Regions from separate parts of the Mus musculus genome. Here region 1 is linked to region 2. A link is a contact called in public HiChIP or PLAC-seq data. All regions are on one chromosome and are shown on one strand. The core of a region is the stretch at or near the end of the contact, and the rest is flanking DNA. Distances in the headings are between cores, read along the strand shown. Region 1 overlaps Aak1 (AP2 associated kinase 1). Region 2 has its middle 23 kb from the start of Anxa4.

Region 1 (5,719 bases), core at 1,631-4,130, 100 kb after region 2:
GAGGGATGGAGCTGAAGCGATTCTAAGGCTAGGGTGTGGAATGGTGAAAACTTAGTGAACCCACTTGATTGGCTGTGTAGGTTAGGGTCAGACTAGGTTGGCTGCAGTACTAGGTGAAGGGACTCAAGGGCTCTATGTCACATCCCTTTGATGCCATTGTGTGTGGTCTTTCTAGAGCTGCAGTAAATGTGGAAAGCTAAGAAAGCTTTAAGCAAGGTGTTAAGCTGATATGTTCTAGTATGAACAGTTGTAGCAGAGATAGTGCCAGACAGGATTTATCTCTGCAGAGCCCTTAAGAAACTGTTCACAGGTCCTGGTGGAGCTGGAGCTTGGAGATCTGCTTTCCAAGGGTAGACATGGCTTCTGGCTTCTTTCTAGGTGTTTGCCAGTGGAATGACTCTTTCTCCGTGAGCTGAGGATGCCGAGGGACTGACCACGGGGCTGATGATTTCTTTTCCTTACCTGAAGTGGGCTTTCATTTCCAGCACAAGGGCTTTGTTGTTGTGTTTCTTTTGTTGTTTGTTTTGTTTTGTTTTGTTTGTTAGAAGGGATCATTTACAGACAAGGATGAGTGTGTCTTACTGTTTTTATGAGCCATACTGTGAGCTCACTGCCTGAGCAAGAAGGGTATAGACACCTTTGTCCCATGCTGTCCTAAGGTGCTGGGATGGACAGAGAAGTTGTTTCCTCTTTGGGAAACTTTATCATCTTTTCACAAAACAGACATTCTTGAGTCTAGCCCTTCTATCCCTTTTTATATTCTGAGAGAGTGGGAAGCTGGGACTAGGTAGAGATTCTGTTGTTGCTGTTTTGATTTGGGAGCTTTTACAGTGCTAGGCAGACAGGTTTTCTGACTGAGTATGTGAGCACTTGCTGTATGGCTGGCACAGGGCTGGTGACAAGGTGCCACAGTGAATCAGTCGTCATGTCTGCTCTTGGCAGTTTATAGTGTACAGAGGAAGAAGGGATCAGACCAGGAATTACCCATCTAAGTATTGAATTACACTTATATCCTAAAGAAAAAGATGCTGGCCACAACGTGGTACTGGTACCAGGGACAATCAGAGAGGTAAGTCAAGGAAAGAACTTCTAGAAACTTAAAGGGTAAGTAGGAACTAACGATGCCGAGAGAGAAGCATGTGCAAAGAGACTGTAGGCAGGCTGAAGTATGCACAGCACTGTGGAAGCAGGGAGGCTCCTACTGGGATAGGGCTATGTGACTAAGCACTGGCAGGCTGTAGTATCTAGAAGAAGCTAGGACATGTCTTTGAGCCTTCCAGCCATAGGCAGCAGGCAGTGTTTTCTCAAGGAGGGCTGAGATGCTAGCAAGGAGTTTCAGACGGATGAATGACATTCAGTATCTGTTTCCAGATCACCTAGCTGCAGTGGGAGAGTAGAGTATGGTTCTTCTGACCAGGAGAAGCAGCTGTGGATTTTAGTGAACAGAGAATATGACTGAACCAGTGTCTCCTCACCACTTTTTACATTTTCCACACAGCTAGTTTATAACAACAGAGCAGTGAAGGTGTAGCCAGGTAGCACAAGGAAGGCCCTCTCTCTATCATACTTAGCTGCTGGTAAGCCAGGCTAGTTTATTTTGGATCCTCACACAGAATTCTTTGATTTCTTCAGCTCTTCTTTTTTTGTTCTAAGCAGGCAGGTGCCTTTGGTAAAGGTGGTATTAGAGGAGGAATTTTTTTCAACCCCCTAAGGGAGCTTCCTGAACTGGAGATGTTCCTTGACCACTGCAGGCCTACAGAGGAAGAGGCATTTTGTTTCCATCGATCCTGTAGTTTGCCTGGGCTGTTGCTTGGTTGGGTTCTGAACCCCTGACAGTCTTGCCATTCTCTGGCCCCGTGCCCACAGCCCTGCTGGGAAGAGGGAGTTGAATACCTCAAGTGTCCCCATCTGGGTGTTCTTTCTGCTTGGGGAAAAGACTGCTTTGATATGTTCCCCAGAAGGACCTAGCACATGGTGATTTCAGGCTGAGGCGAGAGAGACTGACTTTAGAAAAACAAGCCCAAGTCTCCCCTGCAGTCAGTGCAGGCACTCACGTCACTGACCTTTTCTCCTGGGCGGGCTTTGCTGTGCTCTTGCCATCTGTTCTACAGCTTTAAAAATCATCACTCCTTCTTTGGAAACTTCTGGCAAAGTTGTCTTCAGTGTGAGTCAAGTGTGGATGGTGTTTGTTAGCTTCTTGGTCATCCCTGTGTGGGCTCAGAAACCCTGTGGACAGAACATGAAGTATGCTTGCCTAGAGGACTCTGCCACGATGGGTAACGGTTAGGTGGGGTTTTTAATACAGGGCTTCCTACCTCTCACACTCTTAGGAAGACAGAAGCATGACAGGGTATGTAGCTCAGTCTTAATCTGGAGCCCAACTTGATTAGGATTTAGGAGACTTTCCCCTCCTTTTAGCCTATTTGTCCTCCCAACCAATATTTTATCTATCTATCTATCTATCTATCTATCTATCTATCTATCTATCTATCTATCTATCTATCTATCTATCTATCTTTGCCTAGCATCTTTTGTAGAACTCTTACATAGGGAAAGGTTGAGCTGCTTTGCTTGACGCTAGGAAGGATGCTGTGTGCATCCAGTCAGATTTCCCTTCCCATGTCCACTGTAGAACCTCAGCATAAAACATTGACCTTGATCTCCATGTCTGCAGTTAAGGGAATGGAGGCCAGAGAAACAGTGGTGGGCCAGGCCACCCTTTCATAAGCCCTCAGCTGATGCACTTCCACCTCGGCTAGGTCTCCCCTCCTGACTCTTTCAAAGACTCCTATTTCCTGATTCTCTCTTGGGTAATTCAAAGAGGAGCTGCACCCACCAAGCACACTCACGATGTTTGCTGCTATTTAAAGGGAGGCATGCTTGCATTGAGAGCCAAGAGTACCGAATGGGCCTGCAGGACCCATTCCTCCTTTTGGAATCCCTGTTCCTTTGACCTTTGTCTTGTTGATCTTAAGCAGGTAAATGCCATTCTCAAAGGTGTAGATAGGATCTGGGTTAGAAAGGTAGGTTTCTTTTTATGTGCAAAAAATAAGCTGGTGCCATATGTCAGATTTTTATTGCCTAGAATTTTGGCCCTGCTTAAAAATAACAGCAAAACCTCTTTGGCAGCCACTCAAAAAACCCTGTCTGAAAGTCAGGATGGGCGTCTGTCCAGCTTCTCAGTTCACACTTCTCATGCCTGCCCGGTTGCACCCAGCATTGCTCAGATAACCTCAGGGCTCTCTGTCTGTTACCTTTCCTCCCTGAGTGCAGGTCACTGCAGTAGGATATCCTAGGCTGCTGCCACCTTCCATGATTCCGTGTCTGATGAAGTGGCAGTAGAGGTCCTGCCTCCACTGCAGTACTGTTTATGGGTGTCGACTGTCAGGATGAAGTCCCAGGAAGATTTTCTTTGTTGTCTTTGAAAAGTTTCTCTTTGACATTGTGATCTTTTGTTGGTATGAGCACTGAGAGATTTTGCTCCAAGATTATATAATTTTCCCAGCCACGTGGAGAGACTGTAATCCATGCCCTGTGTACTTCACTGGCCTTACAAACACAGAAGCAGGGCCATCAGTTCTGTCCTAGCTTGTATCAGACGGATGCCTGTATTACAAATTCTCATTACCAGCAGAGAGCTAGACACTTTTGGTGTCTTTATGTATTTGAGAAGTAGAGGACCTCGTTGTGTCATTAATTTCTTTAGCACCTCCTTGAATCTGTGCTGATTGAAGCCTTTCTCAGGAAAGTATTAGGAAAGCAACTCATGTTAGGGCTTTCAGTGATATAGGATATGTTAGAAAATGCAAATGAAAATCACAGTCAGATGAGGACACATGAAAATGAATAGCTACAATGAAAAGATCTGTAACCATGGGCTGAGGAGGACATGGAATTAAAACTTCCATATGGCTGATAATCACTGTGAGGGACCATTAGGGTGGTTAAACTTGTCATGTGGCTGAGGAATGACTACGTATATGAAAAAGGCCTTCCTTCTGTACAGATGTTTAATTTATAATAGCACAAAGCTAGAGACATTTGCATGTCCTTCCATAGTGGATGGGTAAACTATGGGCGTCTGTACAATGAAACAGTTGAAAAAAAAAAAAGCCCAAAATTGCTGATACCTGTAACAATGAGACTGAATCTAGAAATATGCAGTAGGAAAGAAGCCAGGCATGAGAGTCTAAGCTGTGTGATTCTATTTAGGCCAAGCAAAGCTCAGGTACAGAGAAACTAGAGCTCACATTGCAGGGTTTGAGGAAGAAGAGGAAAGAACGATCTGCAGAAGCCGCTCCCTGTTGTGATGGTTGTGGGAGTGCATGATGCTGTAAGGCCATTGTGATGTGTGTACAGTTGGTTTACAAAGAAAACCACAAATAGATGAGGGGTCTTGTGGAATTTCTTGCTAATTACCTCTGTGTTCTTGAATGGAGAACTTAATCCTTCTTTGTCTATTTTATGTAGGGGGAAATAGCCACATGGAAATTCTGGGTCTTTTCTGGCAAGAACTTGCTAACCAATATATACTCATGTATTGGAGTTTGCTTACAAGTATTCTTTTAAGGTTTGGAACATTTACTATGTTGTTTCCTGTCTCTGCATATCAGTAAGATGAAGGGTTTAGATTAGATCAGAGGCAGAATACTGGAAGCTCAGAGTCTGTAAAGTGTTTAGCTTCTGTAGTGATGTTATTTACCGTTAATATAAAATGTGACTTATTGCTTATGTTTAAATCTAGAGTTTTCAAATAAAATTTGGGTTTCCATTTTAGGTTTTTTAAATTTTTCTTTTCTCATTCATTCATTCATTCATTCATTCATTGACTCATTCATTTTGGGGAGGGACATGTGGAAGTCAGAGGACAACTGTAGGAATCAGCTCTTTCCTTCCTTTTTGTAGGTGACAGCGATTGTACTCATTTGGTCAGGCTTAGTTTTGGATACCTTTACCAGCTGAGCCATCTCTGGCCCTGTATCTCCTCACCTTTAGAAATTAACATTGCTGATTGGAGTGGTGGTAGTGGTGGTGGGGATGGGAGTAGCTCACTTGGTACAGTGCTTCCTGTGTAAACATGAAGATCAGAGTTAAATCCCCAGCTCCCATATAAAAATCCAGGCATGGTGGGGCATGCTTGTAATCCCAGCATTAGGGAAGGAAAGATGGTAGGGTTCTGGGGGCCCCGTGGGCCAGATTTAGCCTAGTTGGCAAACTCCACCCAGTGAGAGACCCTGTGTTACAAAGCAAGGCAAGCAGCTCCTGCAGAACCACATCTAAGATTGCCTCTGGTTCCCACATGCACATGCGTGGACATTATCCATGTGCCTGCATGCGATGGCAGCCCTCACAGCCATTTGTACTTCGTTTTCCATGATCTCTGCCACACTTTTCTACTCTCTATGGTAAAAATTAAGAGGGAAATGAATTCAGTATTGAATTTTCACTATGTGGTAAGCATTGTTTTAAGGTGAGATGATCTGGTGGGTGGAGGAACCGACCACATAGACACAGTACTAAACTCACAATGAGTTACAAATAGTAACTTCTGTTCTGGTCAAAAATTAAAAACGAAAGTGGCTGCCAGGCAGTGGTGGTACAAGCCTTTAATCCCAGTACTGGGGAAACAGAGGCACATGGGTCTCTGTGAGTTTAAGGCCAGCATGGTCTAAAGAGCAAGTTCCAAGAAAGCCAGGGCTACACAGAGAAACCCTGTCTC
Region 2 (6,125 bases), core at 444-2,943:
AGCAACATGCAGCAGGGGGCGCTGTAGAAAAGCCCTTAGCAGATCAGGACAAACTCTGCTGTGGTTCTGAACCTGGACTCTGGACAGGCTCACCATCTGGCCAGGTGTCTCAAGCCCCTCTGGGTCAGGAGCCTGGCTATTGACTGGGCTCGGGCTGAACCCTGACAGCCTCACAGGCAAATTTGCCACAAATGAAGAGCCCCAGCGTGAGCAGTCTCCCTGCACTCCCTGCCAACAGGCAGCACAAGTTCAAGGGAGTCCAGCTGGATTCCTGGCTCTGCCTGGGTCACAGGGAGCAAGGTGCTGAGGTCAGATGCAGCCTGTGGCTCAAGGGGTGACGACACAGGAGCATCAAGGGGCACACTACAGGTGGCTTCAATAACTCAAATTATTCTAGATTTCTCTCGTTCTCCTTCGAAGAAAAAAGTAGTTAGGTCTCCAGGGAAGTCATTAGCAAAAACTAAGTAAAAAACAGAATCATAGAGTGGTATTGTAAACTGGACCTCTGCATCATATATGCCACGGTGCTGGAGAAGGCTGGAGTCTCAGTCACACTCCTGCTCAGAGGCCCCCATGGCCTGTCTTAGGCTGTCCTCTGCTGTGGTTATATTTGGACCTGAAGTCCTGTGTGGGTCTCAGGTACTCACAGCACCCTTCCATTTTCTAACAACAGGACAATCCCTTCCAGAGAAGCTCAGTTCTCTACTGCATGCCCACCATAGCCCATTTGTGGGTCCACCCTGACCCCAGCCCTGGGCATGCCTAACACAGTCCATTTGTGTATCCACACTGGGCACCATGTCCACCATGGGACAAGAAAGACTCAGGCTCCATGAGGTGGCCAAACGTGAAGAGAAGAGCCTCTAAAAGTGTGCCAGGAATGTCATCTATATCCAGGATCTGCTGTCTTGAAAACCCTAGGCAGACACTACCCACTGGGCACTGCTGTGGGACAGAGGTGCAGACCATTTCTATCCACCCGTTCTCTCCTGGAAGACAGGCTGTGAGGTTGTCCCTGCATCAGAACTCCCTTCTGTTGGTCCTATGCAAAGTACACACCCAGGTCTTTGTGTTTGTGATAGTTTGAAGGTAAAGTGACTCCCCCATGCCCTTGAAGACTTACAAAGCCTCCTGGTTTTGAACACTTAGTCCCAGCTGCTGGAGCTGTTTTGGAACTCTGTGGAATCTTAGGAGGTAGAGTCTGGCTGGAGGAAGTGGATAGTCCAGGCCCACTTCCTGTCCACCTTCTGCTTCCAGATGCAACATGACCAATGGCCTTATACTTCTGTTGCCAAGCCTTCCTGTCATGGTAGACTATACAACCTTTAAACTGTAAGCCAAAGTAAGCGTCCTATAAATCTGGTTCATTGGTCTATAACCCAGACTTTGGAGGTAGAGGCGGGAGGATCAGGAATCCCAGATCATAGGAGTTCATAGGTCATAAGAGTTCAAGGCCAGCCTGTGTTACATGAGATCTTGTCAAAGAAAGAGGAGGAGGGGTAGAAGAGAAGGAAGAGAAAATTAACAATTCTTAAGTTGCTTCTTGAGACATTTGGTCTCAGCTTTGGAAAAAAAAAAAAGTAACCAATACAATATTCCCTTTCAGGAATGTGGGTTTGGGAACAGCGGGAAGCTGACCCCTATAGCTGTGTTCTGTGGGTGTCCTGTGGCTACAGCCTGCACAGAACAGATGGTGAAAAGGAAGGCCTGCATTTTCAGGAATTTTACAAACAGCTCCACTGTGTCAGGAGCCTCAAATCCACTCTGGTGCAGTGTTTATGCCACGAAGGAGGGCTCACGGAAAGCTCAGGGCCCTTCCCCAGGCTCAGAGAAATCAATCATCATTGCCAGCAATGAGCAACCATTGACCTGGGCATATCCTTACATGAATGGCTTCTTCCCAAGGGAGAATGAGTAACGGGAGTGAGAGACGGACCTGGGTGTGTGGCACTGAAAGTGTTCCCCACTAGAAAGCAGGGTGAAGTTCTACTTATAAATACGTGGAAATGGCAAGATGGAGCCTCTCTGCATCCCTTCCCTTTTCTTTTGAATCTGACAATAATACTTACACAGGAAATTTCAGAAAGGAATGTAGGCGGCAGCAGAGCGTGGAAGCTGAGAGCAAGCTTTCAAAGCCTGACATCTGGGGCTGGGGTCCAACCCGCCAGGCTCTCCCTGTTCCGTGGTGGGTGGAGCCAGCTAATCGAATGGTGGTGTGCACCTGGGTGGAAGCCTGTTGCAGCTCTCCCAAGGATCTTAATTCCCTCTCCCGCTCCCTCCCCCCTCCCCCTCCCCCTCTCTCCCTCCTCTTTCCCCTCCCCTTCCTTTCCCCTCCCCTCCCCCACTCTGTGTCCGAGAGGGCCCAATTGCTGAGTGGAGTATTTGGAAGCCTGTTCACATACAGTGTCTTATTTTCCCTTTGCTGTGATAAGCACCTGGCAAAACAAGGGAGAAAGGGCGTGTTTCAGCTAACAGCTCCAGTCCATCACTCAGGAAGTCACAGGGCAGGAGCCGGACAGATTGTGTGGTCTGTACACCCATGGAGGCTAAGGTGCAGAGAGTGATGACAGCCTGTATCCCAGGCTAGAGATTGGCAGCCTCACAGTGGCCAGGTCTTCCCTCAATTCACCTAAAAAGGATAATGCCCCCAAGATACACTCAGAGGCCCATCTTCCAGGTGATTTTGTTTCTCACCAAGTTGACAACTGAGATTAAACAGTACATATAGTATGTAAGGTTCTCTACCAACATACCCAGATATCAACAAACAAACAAGAGAGGCAAGACAAGGGAATAAAGAGAAAAATAAATGGAGCCTGTCACAATTCCCATCTCTCGCCTTCCCATCCTTCTGTCTTCAGTAGCACCGTTTCTGTCTCTCTTCTCTCTCCTTGCTTGGCTAATTAATTCAACCTCCTAACACTTCCCAAACCAGAAGAGCTCCTGACACCATCTCCCACACCCCTCAAATCCTGTGTCTCTTCCTGATTTTTCCAATCTGTTCTCAAGTTCTCCTTCAGGGGAATGGCTCAAACAAACAAACAAACAAACAAAAATTAAAAGCTCAGAATTATCAAGGTCTAACGTATATTCTAAAAGTGCTCTCCTTTTAAATGCTCAAGTTTCATTCCAATAAATGTGTACAAGGCGTAAAACACAGAGACCCTTTTGAGACAGGATCTTGTTTAGCACGGGCTGTGTAGCCGAGGATAAGATAACCGTGCATTTCTAGTCTTCCTACACCTACAATTTGATTAGGCTTTATTTAGCTTATGTGCTAGCACACACTAGAGGAGGTCAGAGGACAACTTGCAGTTCTCTTCTTCTACCATGTGGGGGCCAAGATTGAATTTAGGTCATCAGGCTTAGTCCTAAACATTCTTCCCCAGGGAGCCTCCTTCCGGCTCCCATCTGAGATTGCAGGCATACCACAGCATGCCAGGTTTTATCTGGTGCAGGAGATCGAATCCAGGGCCTTCTGGACAAGCGCTGTGCCAGCTGCAGCTAGCGGCAGCCCTCAACGTTGATTTCATCTGAAGTTACCTCTTACCTCTTCCAGTCAAGTTCTTGCCTCCTCTCCTGATACTTGGGAATCAGCATCTACCTCCTCCTCCTCCTCCTTCTTCTTCGTTTTTTGAGACAGGGTTTCTCTGTGTAGCCCTGGCTGTCCTGGAACTCACTTTGTAGACCAGGCAGGCATCCACTTTCTTAAACCTTTTATAAAGTACCACAAGAGTGGAATGATGTCGTAGGTGCTCTTGGGGTCCAGCAGCCTTTGAGGTGTATCTTTTTGTGTCTGGAGCTCACTCATCTGTGTTGCTGAGCGGTCCCCCATTTTATAGACAGGTTTCACTTGTTTGTCCATTCACCCACTGATAAACATTTAAGCTGCTCTCAGTTTTGGGCTATTATGACTTATGCTATGATGCTATGACTATATGTAATCAGGTCTTTATACAGACATGTTGCTGTCATTGTGTGGCACAATAGGAAAGTTTAACATGATAAAACACTACAAGCTGTTTTACCCATGAGCTGTGTCAGTAATATGTTATTAGTTTAGAAAAATTTGACCTGGGCATGGCAAAACAGACCTTGAATCCCAGAACTCAGGATCTGAAACAAATAGATCAAGAGTTTGCTGTAAGTTTGAGGCAAGCCTGGGTTACATGGCAAGACCTGGAAGCAAACATTTAAAATAAGCTCATAAATGGGAGGCAATGGCTCAGTTAGGAGAGTATTTGCCATGCAAGCATGAGAATCTGCATTCACACTAGAACCTACAGAAAAAGCTGGGTGTCAGAGCACGCACTCAGTCCCAGGCTGGGCAAGCACAGGCAGGAGGATGCCAGCAGTGTCTCTGGCCAGTCAGATTCATTGATGAGCTCTAGGTCCCAGGAAGAGACTCTGGATGAAAAATCTAAGTAACAACACCTGAGGTTGACTTCTGCCCTCCAGACACACATAAAAAAGACACAGGCTGGCACACACGCACAAACACGTTAAATAAATAAATGCCATTCTAAGCAGGGCATGGTGGGCCATACAGTTAATCCCGGCTCTTGGGAAGCTGAAGGAGGTGGACCTCTCTCTGTGAGTTTCAGGTTAGCCTGGTCTACATAGTGAGACCCTGCCTCACTCACTCAATCAATCAATCAATTAATGAAAAAAAACTAATCTAATGATTGTGCAGTGTTACCTTATTGCTGTTCCAGGTGACTGATGGGGGCCTTATTTTTGTATATTTATTTGACTTGAGTATATTTTCTTTGGCAAACTACCCTCTCACCTTCTGCAGGTTTGTAGGGATCGTGATACTGAAGGAGTGTTGCAATAGAATCTGACTATGTAGTGCAGGCTGGCCTTGAACTTCTGACCCTCCTGCCTCAGGCTCCCTAGTGCTGGGATTGGGAGTTTGTACCATCACACCTGGCATCTGGTTTTTACCATTTTAAAAAGTGGGTTTGTTTCTCTTATGATTGACTGGCAAGAGTTCTGTATATAGACTTCATACATGTATGTGGATTTGTAGTAGTAGCACTCTAAACAAGTTACAACCTATTAAAAGAAAACTCACTTGGGAGGCAAAGGCTGGTGAATTTCTGAGTTCGAGGCCAGCCTGGTCTACAGAGTGAATTCCAGGACAGCCAGGGCTACACAGAGAAACCCTGTCTTGAAAAGAAAGAAAGAAAGAAAGAAAGAAAGAAAGAAAGAAAGAAAGAAAGAAAGAAAGAAAGAAAAGAAAGAAAGAAAACGAAAGAAAACTCAATGGTTTCTGGGAGACGGCTCAGCAGAGTCCTTCCTGCTCCTGCAGAGGCCCTGAGTTCAGTACCAAGCATCTGCATTGGGTGGATCACAGCCACCCACAACTCGATCTCCAGGGGATCCCCACATTCTCCTCTGGACCCTATGGGGACCGCATTCACACCTGTGCAAACCTACACACACTTATGTGTAATCAAAATTTAAATCTTTATAACAGTACTCATCTGTTTATGACTTGATGGAATACTTTACAGTTAGTTATCTAATGGTATTAAAATGTAAAGTCAGTATAAAAACTGCCCTTGATAAAATATCAAGCAGAGAATAAAAAGTAATACGATACTAAGAGACTGTGACAATAACTTGGGGATGTATTCCAAATACCACAGCAACACCATCTGCTGGCTAAGATTACAGCTGGTGCTTAAATTATATATGTTTTTCAAGATGTTTAAGAAGCGTGGTTTAGGGGAAAAAATGTCACAAAGAAGCAAATGGTGCCCACAGTCCCAACACAGGGGAGGCAGAGGCAGGTGGATCTCCACAGCTGCCAGAGCTGCACAGTGAGACAAAACACAGAAAGCAAAACACAGAAAAGGGGCTGGGGACGTAGCTCAGCCGGTAAAGCACTTGTGCAGCAAGCAGGAGGTCGTGAGTTCAACCCCCAGCACCTCAGAAACAGGAGACGGAAGCACAGGCCTAGAATCCTAGCATTAGTGAACTAGAGGCAGGGTGATCAGAAGATGACGGTCACGTTCCCAGCAGGTTTGGAACAGCCTGGGACTTCTGAGTACCTGTTTTCCTTTCCTTTCCTTTCCCCTCCTCTCTCCTCTCCTCTCCTCTCCTCTCCTCTCCTCTCC

What was found. HiChIP or PLAC-seq counts read pairs in DNA pulled down with a chosen protein or histone mark.
Region 1: an H3K27ac HiChIP or PLAC-seq map of heart atrium shows a contact between it and region 2, with 12 times the contacts expected there. The contact joins two enhancer-like sites. A contact is called at or near these places in 2 of 39 promoter capture datasets (the C10 cell line and embryonic stem cells), 11 of 15 datasets of contacts at CTCF or cohesin (CD8 T cells, the G1E-ER4 cell line, the NIH/3T3 cell line and 6 more), 252 of 484 Hi-C or Micro-C datasets (the 4T1 cell line, the AML12 cell line, the AtT-20 cell line and 138 more), 56 of 115 datasets of contacts at active chromatin or transcription factors (the 230-238 cell line, CD4 single positive thymocytes, CD8 T cells and 40 more) and 5 of 9 other capture datasets (adipose tissue, embryonic stem cells, liver and 2 more).

The regions. Positions count from the first base shown.
Region 1 is chr6:86,915,446-86,921,164 of GRCm38.p6, forward strand. All of the region lies in intron 1 of Aak1 (AP2 associated kinase 1), which reads left to right. Among named protein-coding and RNA genes, the nearest start is that of Aak1, 69 kb to the left of the region's middle. Within about 2 kb of position 2,881, at least 36 of the 459 cell types and tissues checked have an H3K27ac peak or open chromatin away from gene starts, as enhancers often do. A contact at or near this core is called in cerebellar granule neurons, cerebellum and heart atrium, where this site is marked.
Region 2 is chr6:86,813,413-86,819,537 of GRCm38.p6, forward strand. No RefSeq gene overlaps it. Among named protein-coding and RNA genes, the nearest start is that of Anxa4, 23 kb to the left of the region's middle. Within about 2 kb of position 1,694, at least 56 of the 459 cell types and tissues checked have an H3K27ac peak or open chromatin away from gene starts, as enhancers often do. A contact at or near this core is called in cerebellar granule neurons, cerebellum and heart atrium, where this site is marked.